Regions from separate parts of the Danio rerio genome. Here region 2 is linked to region 1. A link is a contact called in public HiChIP or PLAC-seq data. All regions are on one chromosome and are shown on one strand. The core of a region is the stretch at or near the end of the contact, and the rest is flanking DNA. Distances in the headings are between cores, read along the strand shown. Region 1 holds the start of rybpb (RING1 and YY1 binding protein b). Region 2 holds the start of gxylt2 (glucoside xylosyltransferase 2).

Evidence for each region. HiChIP or PLAC-seq counts read pairs in DNA pulled down with a chosen protein or histone mark.
Region 2: an H3K4me3 HiChIP or PLAC-seq map of gastrula embryo shows a contact between it and region 1, with 4 times the contacts expected there. The contact joins the promoter of gxylt2 here to the promoter of rybpb in region 1. A contact is called at or near these places in 1 of 18 Hi-C or Micro-C datasets (caudal fin) and 2 of 4 datasets of contacts at active chromatin or transcription factors (embryo and gastrula embryo).

What each region holds. Positions count from the first base shown.
Region 1 is chr6:46,562,991-46,568,587 of GRCz12tu, reverse strand. rybpb (RING1 and YY1 binding protein b) reads left to right here and starts at 1,653. Exons shown (of 5, transcript NM_001012373.2): 1 at 1,653-1,750; 2 at 2,355-2,480. The coding sequence starts at 1,725.
Region 2 is chr6:46,682,217-46,688,292 of GRCz12tu, reverse strand. gxylt2 (glucoside xylosyltransferase 2) reads right to left here and starts at 1,789. Exons shown (of 7, transcript NM_001110200.1): 1 at 1,477-1,789. The coding sequence starts at 1,745. It overlaps shq1 (SHQ1, H/ACA ribonucleoprotein assembly factor), which reads left to right and starts at 4,290. Exons shown (of 12, transcript NM_001080600.2): 1 at 4,290-4,382.

The sequences.
Region 1 (5,597 bases), core at 404-2,903:
CTTCCCTGAGGCCTCCTCCAGGTGGGACATGCCTAGAACACTTCCCTATATAGGCGTCCTGTAGGCATCCGAAACAGATGCCCAAACCACCTCAGCTGACTTCTCTCAATGTGGAGGAGCAGCGGCTCTACTCAGAGCTCCTCCCGGGTGACAGAGCTCCTCACCCTAAGGGTGCGTTTTGACACCCTGCGAAAGAAACTAATTTTAGCTGCTTGTCCTTTCAGTCCAAAAGCTCATGACCATGGGTGAAGGTAGGAACGTAGATTGACCGGTAAATCAAAAGCTTTGGCTTTTGGCTCAGCTCCTTTCATTAAAAATGTAAATGATGTTAAGAAACTGAGCATTATTTACAACATAAATAGAAACGATGACAATCTATGTATATTTTGCCTCTGTAATAATTTTTTTTTACTCTCAAAGTGCTGGTGATCATGGATTCAGCTAAAAATCTGTATTGTTAAGACGAAAAAACGTTACTTGAATGAGTAAATTAAGAGCAAATTTTCTTTTTTTTCAGGGTGAGCCATGCCTTTTAAAACTGAGACACTCTTTATCAGAGATTTAAAAATTGGTCAAAGTTGGCCCATGGTAACCTTTGATCTGGCCCATCACCCCATCTGAAAAAAAGAGGGAGATTGCTTTAGAGATTGTTATTTCAAATTTAATGCAACCTTTTATTTGTTTGTTTTACTGTTAAGCTACAAAAAAGCAAACTGGAATTAAATGTTTTAATTTAAATGCTCTAATTTAGTTTAAAATGTACAAACAGTCACTCGATGAATAGAAGACAATGCAGAGGCTTTGGTGACCAAATCAGGGCAAAGGCAGATTCTGCTTGACCTGTGTATTCAGTATTGAACTCCACTCTGTTATAGACGTGATTGTTTATGTTTTTGTTGCAATAAAATATTTATTTAGAAAAAGCTACTGCATTAGTTAATATGATTCAAATTGATTCTTAAATATAATGAAATAAATGTGGAAATTACCCATGGCAACATTAAAGTAAATTAGTTTGTGATAGCCTATTTATCTTTGGCCCACGGTTCTCAATGATATTCCGTTTTTGGCCCTTCATACGAAAAAGTTTGGGCACCCCTGCTTTATATTGTATCACTTGTAGCTATGTGAGGCTGGCTGCAGTGACAAACTTGTTGCACTCTGAGATGCTTGAAGACAGATTTAAATCTGTGGCTGTGAACATTTCATTCTTAATCATTCCCATGCATTGCTTTGAGGTGTCAAAGCACAGAATAAAGTAAGCGCATGCATGTATATTCCAGTATGGAGGTGTCCCAAGTTGAACTTGACTTTGTAGCCCAGCTCAACGCACACTCCTCAGCGCCGTTGAGGTATAGCAGAGTCATTCAGTCATCGAGTCAGTCTTTCACTGCTGCTTTCTCTCACCTCGACAGGCACACAGTCTTAATTACGTTTGGCAATCGGAGAGCAGTGTAGTAGTATTACTCCATCCGTGCCGATTATTTCTGGCGAGACTTTTAAATCGAAAACCGCGGTGATTGGACGGCGCAGTCACGGGGTCCGCAGTCTCTTCGCCCTGCCTAGAGTCAGTCATTCAGTCGGGGGAAGGCGAGTCTGCCTGCAAGCGCTTCTCTCAGTGTGGATCCACCATACACACACATACACGCTCACACGGACCTTTACGCACAATTATTGTTAATTACGGAACCCGTTTCGGTCTTCTGGGAGTCTATTTTTCCACAATGGGCGACAAAAAGAGCCCGACCAGGTAAGAAAGCGTCAACAGTCGGTAGTTTCTGAGGCGATTTTGGTGTCCGCGCGGCTGTTTTTTCGCTCGGTGGATATTCGGATGCTTTTCTCGAGGAGTGTTTCTCCTTTCTCTCAGAAACAAGCGCAGCTATGGCGGCTTTCTCTTCTTTACAGAGGACTCTAAACACGACTCAGTGCCTCTCAGACAAAGAGATTTTTCTCCTACGGGATACGCCTGGCCTCTTCGGACGGGGTTTTTAATCGAAGTTAGCCGTTAAACGGACGTTTTTTGACATTCGATTTCACGCCGTTCACCGACGCGATATCTTTAGCTCTCTGGCTAACGCTAGCTGCCGTGCCAGCGGACACCAATCTAGACCCTTTAAGTGAATTACATGTCTCTGGTGACTAGAAGCTGTGGAGAATAACCGTGGCTAGTTAGCTGGTTAGCGTGCGTTTCCAGTATTTTCCGGTTCTAATAAACCGTCCTCGCGCGTCATGTGTCGGATTTTCTGTCACTTTCTGTGCCACTTCGCTTCGGTTAAACGCATTCGAGTCGACGGATGTTAGGGGGCAAACGTGAAAGTTGACCTTAATAATTTGAGCTTCTCTTGTCATTAAAGGCCAAAAAGACAAGCCAAACCGACAGCGGACAACGGATTTTGGGACTGTAGCGTGTGCACTTTCAGAAACAGTGCCGAAGCCTTCAAATGCAGCATCTGTGATGTACGGAAGGGCACGTCTACCAGGTATGGGCATTTACAATGGACTTATGCAGCATTGCATTCCTGATCTCATCACTAATGCTGTCGATTTGGACGCTTTACTTGTTGATTTGCTGTTTAAGATTCATAGAAACACCAGTCGTCTCATGCAAGTGAAATGTCATTTGTTCAGTCTGATGACTGGCGCTAAATTGAGTGTGGCAGACAGCCTGTGCAGTCACTGCAGTGGAAGGCAAACTTTCTTTGTCTTTCATTAGCTTGAGCGCATTTTATTGCATTGGATTTGCGTTCTAATGCTTTCACTGCAGCTCCATGATCGTGCATGCTTGCAGACGCATACCTGCTAATGCAGTGCTGCAGTGTTTGCATGTTGTGGCTCCAGCCAGATTTCCCATTGAAAGCTGTATGGCTGGCATGTGTCTGTTTTAATCAAATGTATTTAATGTCTGGGTGTGTTTTAAGCTGTCAAACTGTTACAGATACCTTTGGTGTTAAGATCCATAACAGGAAACTGATTTTCTCGGGTTTTTCCTGCATGTTAGAGCGGTTGCAACAGTTTAAAGGTCATTGTGGTGTCAGAAATTCTTAATCAGTCTTCATGATGTGTCATTTGTTTTGACACACAAGCAAGTGAAACGACTCTGCTTCATTTTACAATTATACTAACATGCTGCTCATTTGTATTAAAGCTAAGGGCAAAGAAGCAGAGTTAATGTTGTTTTTCTGGTTTGTCTAATTGGATGATTTCACTGCTCCAATTTCTGAGTGATTCAGTTGGAAGCCGTCACTAACAGGTCTAGGTTTTTCTTGTCCTTTCATAAAGGTCATTTAACCCAGTGGTTCTCATTCTTTGCTCTAGACATGTTGGTTGGAGGTCACCCTTGATTGACCCCCCCCCCCCCCCCCCCCCTTCTCTCACCAGTTTAGAATGCCCGGCTGCTTTCTGAAAGTGGCAAAGATGCATTATTTGCTACAGATTAAACCCCGCAAATTATTTTTTCTGTTGTTGAACAATAATTATCCTGAGGAACAGCCATAGCACTTTAACATGATCTGTTCTGAAGACTTTTATTTCCCCAAATTGGAGCCCCAGAACCTTATCCACCCTACATAACATATACATAATCTGCATGGTCTGTTTAACCTTTTGATGCACAACATGGGTCTAAAGTGACCCGGCTAAGTTTATTTTTTACTATATCTTTGCAAGATTTTAACTTAACTTAGTATTCCCAGAATTCCTCAAAGCCTTTTAATTTTAATTTATTTTTTACATTTTGAATATAAATCATTACCACTGTCACTATCCTCTTAATACACACCATGGGTCTAAAATGACCCATATTATTTTCCTATGTTATTTCTATCAAATATCTAGTTTTAAACTGTTTTTAAACATCAAATTTTAATATAAGTGTCAAAAATGACCCATATAGGAACTTTTGCATTTTTCTAATTTCTGCAAAAAGGAACACATTAACTGCTAAATACTGTTCACCGGCACACGTTTACAGCTAAACATGGCTGAATTGTTCTATTTGATGCTTACATATTTTACATTTTTAAATATATATTTTGTGATAGATAGATAGATAGATAGATAGATAGATAGATAGATAGATAGATAGATAGATAGATAGATAGATAGATAGATAGATAGAAGGAAGGCAATAACATAATGAATATGGGTCACTTTAGTCCCATGTTGTGCATGAGAAGGTGTTTTTTTGCATCAAAGGGTTAAATGTGTTTGCTAGCTAAAGTTTAATTTTCAGAATGTTTGCAGGGCAAGCTGATTTTCACTACTATAATTAATTTTATGTTGACCTGATTTTTTTTTTTTTCAAATTCATGTCACACCAGCTTGTTCTTTGATTTTTCTTAAAGTGTGACAGGGTTTTAATTCCAGCTGTTGAATTTGACAGTTTTGGCCCTCCTAGTAATGTGATCTACTGCTTTTTGCAAGTTAGTATTCTGAAATGTTATAAATAAGAGAGATGTTGGATTACTTCAGGATTGTAAAGCCCTGATTGAGTCAAATAAATGTGTGGTTTGCCGATAATGCCACCGTGGTTGTATTCCTGTAAGCAAATGAAGGTATGCACGTATGTTTTACGTCCGTCTGGACTCGGCTGTGTTTGTTATGATGTGTGAACCCGCCAACACTTCTCATCAGCTGACTGATGTGGTGTCTACAGCTATGAGTAATATGCGGCTGCACACAGTAATCCCGTGCTCTAACCTTTTCATCTGCTCTTTTACACCCAGTGCTTTTCTGACATTTGGGGGAAAGAAGAGGTGTCGGGAGAAGTCAGACACTTCAAAATGGTGTATTTGTCAATAATGATTAGTCAGTTTATTCCCTTCGAACCGGCACAGCGCTCATGGATCTGTTTGCAGAAAGCAGGCGCGTTTTGTTTCGTGGTAATGACAGGAAATGAAGCCATGTGTCGGAAACCCCTCGTCTCTTACTTGCTGGCAGCAGCCCAGCTCCTATCAGGCTGCTGAATAGAAATCGCACTATATTGCTGAAGAGAGCCGCTCTGTCTCTGTTTGATCTGCGCTGTCAAGCTTTGATGGATGCGATTGTTTGCTGATGTAAGAAGCCTGTCTCCCTTTGTAATGAGGACTAATTAGCCATCTTGTCCACGTTTGATGTATTCCAGTGGTGCACGGGAGGGAGCTCAGGGTGCTTGCAGAGAAACGATGCACTCTCTTACAAGTGTGCAGCGGTTTATGCTCCCATCTCAGCACCTTTTATCTCTGTTTCCCTCCATGAACGAGTCTTTGTGGTGTGATAACGCATTCCACTCACCAATTACTTTATCTTTGTTGGTCTATAGGGTTCAAAGCATGCGGCAACCCCCTGTGCAAGGATGCTTGTAGATTAGCAATGCATTTTTTTGTCATGTAAAGAAGGTCTGAATGTTTTCGTAGCTTAATCTGATATCTGAACCTATTGAATTCAGGAAGATCGATTTATTTCATGCTGCGTGAACTTGCCGTGTAGTGTTTGTAGACTTTTTAAATGAGGTTTAAAAGCGACTTTTTAGGGAAAATGTCAATTAAGCATGACCGTGTCTTTTGCATGATTGACTGACTAATAGATTGCACAAAGGTTTGCATGTTCACTTAATGGCC
Region 2 (6,076 bases), core at 540-3,039, 120 kb before region 1:
CAGACATTCTACTCCGCTCGCATACTATTTTTAGCATACTATGTAGAATGGAAGTATGTGATTTCGGACACAGCTATTGTGTTTAAAGCGGAAAAAAGTTTTTGTTTTTACCCAGACTATTAAAACGAATATATTCACAATACCATAAAACCCTGATATTTTATCGAAGGTTATCATACCGTTAAAATCTTAAAGCGGCCCATACCTAATCACAATATTTATCGCAGAAAAACAAAACATTGCAATGTCATTTTTCAAAATCGTGCAGCCCTAGTTATAAATAATGTAAAAAAAAAACACATATGAATGAGTACAAATATGAGTATTGTATATACTTTACATTGTAAGAAAAAATAGTTCTTTCCATGTGGTTAATATATTTAAACTAATAACTGATGAATATATGTATATTTTGGTATCAGGCAGGATATGAGATGACTTATATCATGATATGAGATTTTTGTCATGTCGGTCAGCCTTGGTTAATCTATATTATTGTATAACTGCAGGTTACCATGTGTGTATATGTATATATACGGTCCACCCTATACACAACGTCTGAAATCTGTCTGAATGGATTGTAATGTATTAACATGCACCTTTTAAGCAACATTGGTATGATAATTATTGTGAAAAGCACAACTTGGATTGAACTGAACATTGGGGTTCTTATATTTTAACATTAAAATACTGTTCACCTATAGGCTAAATGTGGGAGAAACTCTTTTTAATTATGTTTCAAGAAGGGCGGACGGTCTTAATAAATAAACCACTCCATCTTCCGGTCTCTAGGGACTGTTTGCTTTTACTCACAACCAATCATTGATTTTGTCCTCTATTGAGACCCTTTGGGAACGAGGCAACTGCATTCAAGGTGACCTTTTTAATAAAGCCATAATGAAAATACAATTGAGATAATCATGGATGAGATGCTCACAGGGGGCTCTTGGACTGGGCTTTGTAGCATGCACAAAGCACACTGCTCTCTGGCAACATTTAAGACGTTAGTGCATCACAATCTGGTGTGGATAGTGCAGAAATGATGCCATGCACGATTATCTGTCTTGCTGTATTAAGAAATCTAAAGATTGCACAATCAGCTCAAGACATTCTTGCCAAAATGTCCTTTGTCACAGCAGGCTTTTTGACAAGTATGTCTGGTTGGATTGGCTGTGTTGACATCCAGAAAAAGATCAGTGGTTTATTAATTGTTAATAAAACGTGTTGTTATGTACAAATCACAGAAAATTTTATGCAAATCCAAGTCATAAATTCCCTTGTGGATCAAACACATGCACTGATTTTAAAGCAGTTGAAAGGATGTTAACTCGAGAAGGAAGAAAAATGCATTGTTTTACATTATGTGATGTATTATGAAAAACTGATATCAGACATAATAAAACACACTTGCACACATTCTGTTGTTGGATCATACATATTGTTGATCATGATTTTTGCACTTGAAGAATGTCTTACCGAGTCTTCGCGATGACATTCTCTGCTCTCCTGCTGCTCAACTTGGGCTCTTTGCGGATTAGTTTCGGTGGTTTCTGTGGCTCCTCGTTGGTTTGTTTCGCACCTTTCAGAAGGACAATGTCCTCGAAATTACCGAATGATGGAAAATGTTTTTCTTTCGCAACTTCTTTCAGCGGCGGCTCGTCCGCAGCGTTCCCCCCGAAAAAGTACAAAAGTAGAAAAACTCCGAAGCACACCGCGATGGCCACAACCTTGCAGTGAATCCTCATGGTGAAAAAGTGCTCCGTCCGCGGTGGGGTGTTTTAACCATGGCTCTGGTTAAAACAAGGGGACATATTTGTAGTGTGCAGCCATACTTCTTCATTTGTACTGTGTGTGATGATGAAGACGATGCTGCTCAGCTTAGCGCCGATCTCTCTCACGTAAATGAATCTCTGAAGGCGGACCTTACTCTCCTTACCGTAATACTTGTAATGCACTCCAGCGCAATGAAAGTACAAAATAAATGGTATATCCATTCATTCATTTTCTTTTGGCTTAGTTCCTTTATTCATCAGGGGTCACCACAGCGGAATGAACCTCCAACTATTCCAGCATATGTTTTACGCAATGGATGCCCTTCCAGCTGCAACCCAATACTGAGAAACACCCATACACTAACATTCACACTCATACACTACAGTCAATTCAGTTTATTCAGTTCACCCATATTGCATGGGGGGAAATTGGAGCACCCAAAAGAAACCAATGTGGGGAGAACATGCAAACTCCACACAGAAGTGCCAAATGACCCAGCCGAGACTCAAACCAGCGACCTTCTTGCTGTGAGGCAACAGTGCTAACCACTGAGCCAAACAAATGGTATATCTTATTAAAACTGCTTTGTTACAGTTATTAAGTATATTATTTTGCTGTCAGGAGGATATTTTTTTTTATATTATGACTATAATGTTATTCATTGTGATGTTATCTTTATTTTATTTTTAATCTTTTTATTAGTCTTTTGTGTGACAAAATTAATTATTGTGAGGTAAACAGTAAGTTATTGTCCACTGTTAATCACATCCCCTAACCCCTCATTCATTAACCCAATTAACAAAACAAGAAAAATAAATATAAAAATGCATAAATACCAAATGAAGTACATTAACACTTAACAATAATATCAGAGAATAACTGCATACAGATGGAAAAAAAGGAATGAATTAATTAATAATAATAGCCTAAGTAAAAACAAAACTTCCTTCCAACAAAATGACTAATGTTACAAGTTGTTAGTATGCGGTGTAAACTTTAATTATAATATGCATTTACTGTATCTCATCAAACCTTGCAAAACCAGAATTTTTTTTTTAAATTGCATTTCTTAATGTATAATTGTCTTTTTTTGTTTGTTTTGTTTATATCTATATTCATCTTATTCCTCCTATTTCTGCTTATTTACTGTAGTGCCGTTTTTTATGCTTTTTTAAATTAGATTTTAAACTGCATTGCAATATATTTAAAGGGATAGTTAAAAAACTTAGGTCATCCATGTGGAGTTAGTTTGAAATTCATTCATTCATTCATTCATTTTCTGTTTGGCTTAGTCCCTTTATTAATCTGGGGTCACCACAGCGGAATGAACTGCCAACCCATCCAGCATATGTTTTACACAGAACATGTAAACTCCACGCAGAAAATACCAACTGACCCAGCCTGGGTTCGAACCAGCGACAATATAATAAATAAATAAAATAAATACCAAATGAAGTACACTTAACCATAATATCAGAGAATAACTGCATACAGACGAAAAAAAATTCACCATTAATTAATGAATTAATAATAATAATAAGTAAAAAAATATCCCTTCTAACAAACTGACTAATGTTACAAGTCGCAAGTATGATAAGTAATCTTTAACAAAAATATGCCTTTTATTGTGTCTTATAAAACCTTGCAAATCAGAAATTAATTTAAAATGGCATTTTTTAGTGTATAATTGTCTTTTTAGTTTTATTTACATCTATATTCAACTTTTTGTTTATTTACTGTAGCCTGCTTGTAAAATTTATTTTGCAGCATACAGGGACAAATAAAGTAAAATAACTAACATATTGGATGACCTGAGTTTTTTTAACCAATATGGGGTTATTTTAAAAAATGTATTAATGTTTATATAGTTTTCCTGTAGCCCTAAATGTATTTTTGACCCTTTAAAGGGATAGTTCATAATAAATGAATATTCTGTTATGATTTACTTCCCTCATCCTGCTTTTTTTTTAGTTGTGAAGGGGACAGTTTACTGTCAATGAGCGTCGTCTTTCGGATGAGACGTAAAACCAAGGTCCTGACTCTCTGTGATCATTAAAAATCCCATAGCACTTCTTTTAAAGAGTAGGGGTGTAACCTACATCCAGATTCTCTCCACTGGCCCTTACCCAACATGGCCTCCCAATCATCTCCATCTACTGAGTTGGCTCTATCACTGTCTCTTTACTCCTCTTATAGTTGGTGTGTGGTGACCGCACTGGTGTAATTGTCCGGGGGCTACCATCACATCATCCAAATACATTTATAAAAGTTTAGAACCACATGCAGGTGAGTAAATAGTAATTGAATTTTCATTTTGGGGTGAACATTCCCTTAAGGCTAAAATCTTTAGATCTTTTTAATATTCCACTTTTATGATTCTGAGTTTTTGGGGGATTTGATTTACAGTCTCTATAATCATCAAAATCCTCAAACCTTCACGGTGTTGTATTTTTTTGAAAAATATCGCGTATTATTTTATGCCGCCTTTATATGTGGCATTACGGTAAAACATGGCCATCAGAGAAAGCAGGAAGCAGACAATCCATGTGCTGCATATGTGTTACTGATGTTGTTTAGCGCATTTAACTGTTCACAGAAAACGCGTGAAGGTATGAAACGTTTTGTTTTATGTTGTTGTAATTTGTGTCTTTTATATCGCATTATATTAATGAATAACGTAATAACTTAAATACTGCATTTAGTGTGTCTTGTCTTGCCTGTTTTACGTTGGCATAAACATTGAATAAACAAAAAGGTAGACATAGGTTTTGGCATCTTCTTGTCTGTATTGGGATTTATCATCTTTCATCATTTAATTGACTGATTTGGCTGTGGTTTTGGCTGTGAGCACGTATTAAATCAATATAGCGACTTTTATCTTCTTGTTGCGTGGTTTTCCTTTATTTTGGTATTTTGTCCTTTTAAAAATGCTTATTGACTGTTTAATAGAGTTGTATTGAATATGATAATGTTAATGTAAAGCTAACTGTGTCTAAAATACTAGTTGGCAAAGGGGTTGTTTACAATATTTCTTATTGAGAACTAATGGAGTAACCACAAGGTGGAGTTGTAAGCTGCCCTTTTCTTTTCTTTTACTCCTCACATGTTGACTTTTTGTCAGATGGACCATGGCTAGTTGATTTTTTGAGTTTGAGTTGATTATTTGATTGAGTTATGTTGGTTTTATATTCGCACATTTGTTCAGTGACAACTTGTGAAATCCTCCCTATTTTGTTTACCATGGTACTTTGAATATTCGGTCTGAAATGACATGCTAGTATGACTTCAAAACAACATCAACACTATTCAGTTGACTGTGAACATTGTTGTATTTTGATAGTCATTAGCTGCTAATATGATTCAATATTTAGAATTAGCAAAGAAAACTTTTATGAAATTATATTATTAACGAGAAAGTCTGAATGTGTGAATATAAAAGCCAATGATGATGTAATGATGTAACTGATGTAATGTCAGATGTTTGATTATTGTTGTAGTTTCCTATTTAGAGATACAATACTAACACATAAAAGAAGATATTAATTGATTCTTTAAAATTTTGTGAAATATTGATTTTATTTTGGCTACGTGGTGGTGCAGTGGCTAGCACAATCGCCTTACAGCAAGAAGGTCGCTGGTTCGAGTCTTAGCCCAGTCAGTTTTGTTGAGTTTGCAATTTGCATGTTCTCCCTGTGTTCCATGTGGGTTTCCTCTGGGTGCTCCGATTTCCCCCACAAGTCCAAAGACATGTGGTATAGGTGAATAGAGTAAATTGTCCATTGTGTATGTGTGTGAATGAGTCTTTATATATGTTTTCCAGTGATGGGTTGCAGCTGGAAGGGCATCCGCTGCATAAAACGTGCTGGATAAATTGGTGATTCATTCTGCTGTGGCGACCCCGCATTAATAAAGGGACTAAGCCGAAAAGAAAATGAATAAAATTATTTTATTATATTATATTATTATTAGTTTTTTAAATATTCTTTTTCGATTTAATTTTAATTGAGTTTATTGTGTAGTAGCATTATATTATATAATGTTTAGTGTTGTGCAAAAATGAATCCTAATTAATCGCATCCAAAATAAAAGTTTGTTTTGATACATGCATAGAAACAAAACTATACAAATCTATTTTGTTGCAGATACTTAAATGTTTATATATAATTTGTATCATATACAAATATTTTTTATATCTAAATATAAATAAGCATTTTCTCAAATATATACATGCCTGTGTATTTACATAAAAATAATAAATATACACAGTACATACACTCAAACTATATCAAACTATTATTTTGGA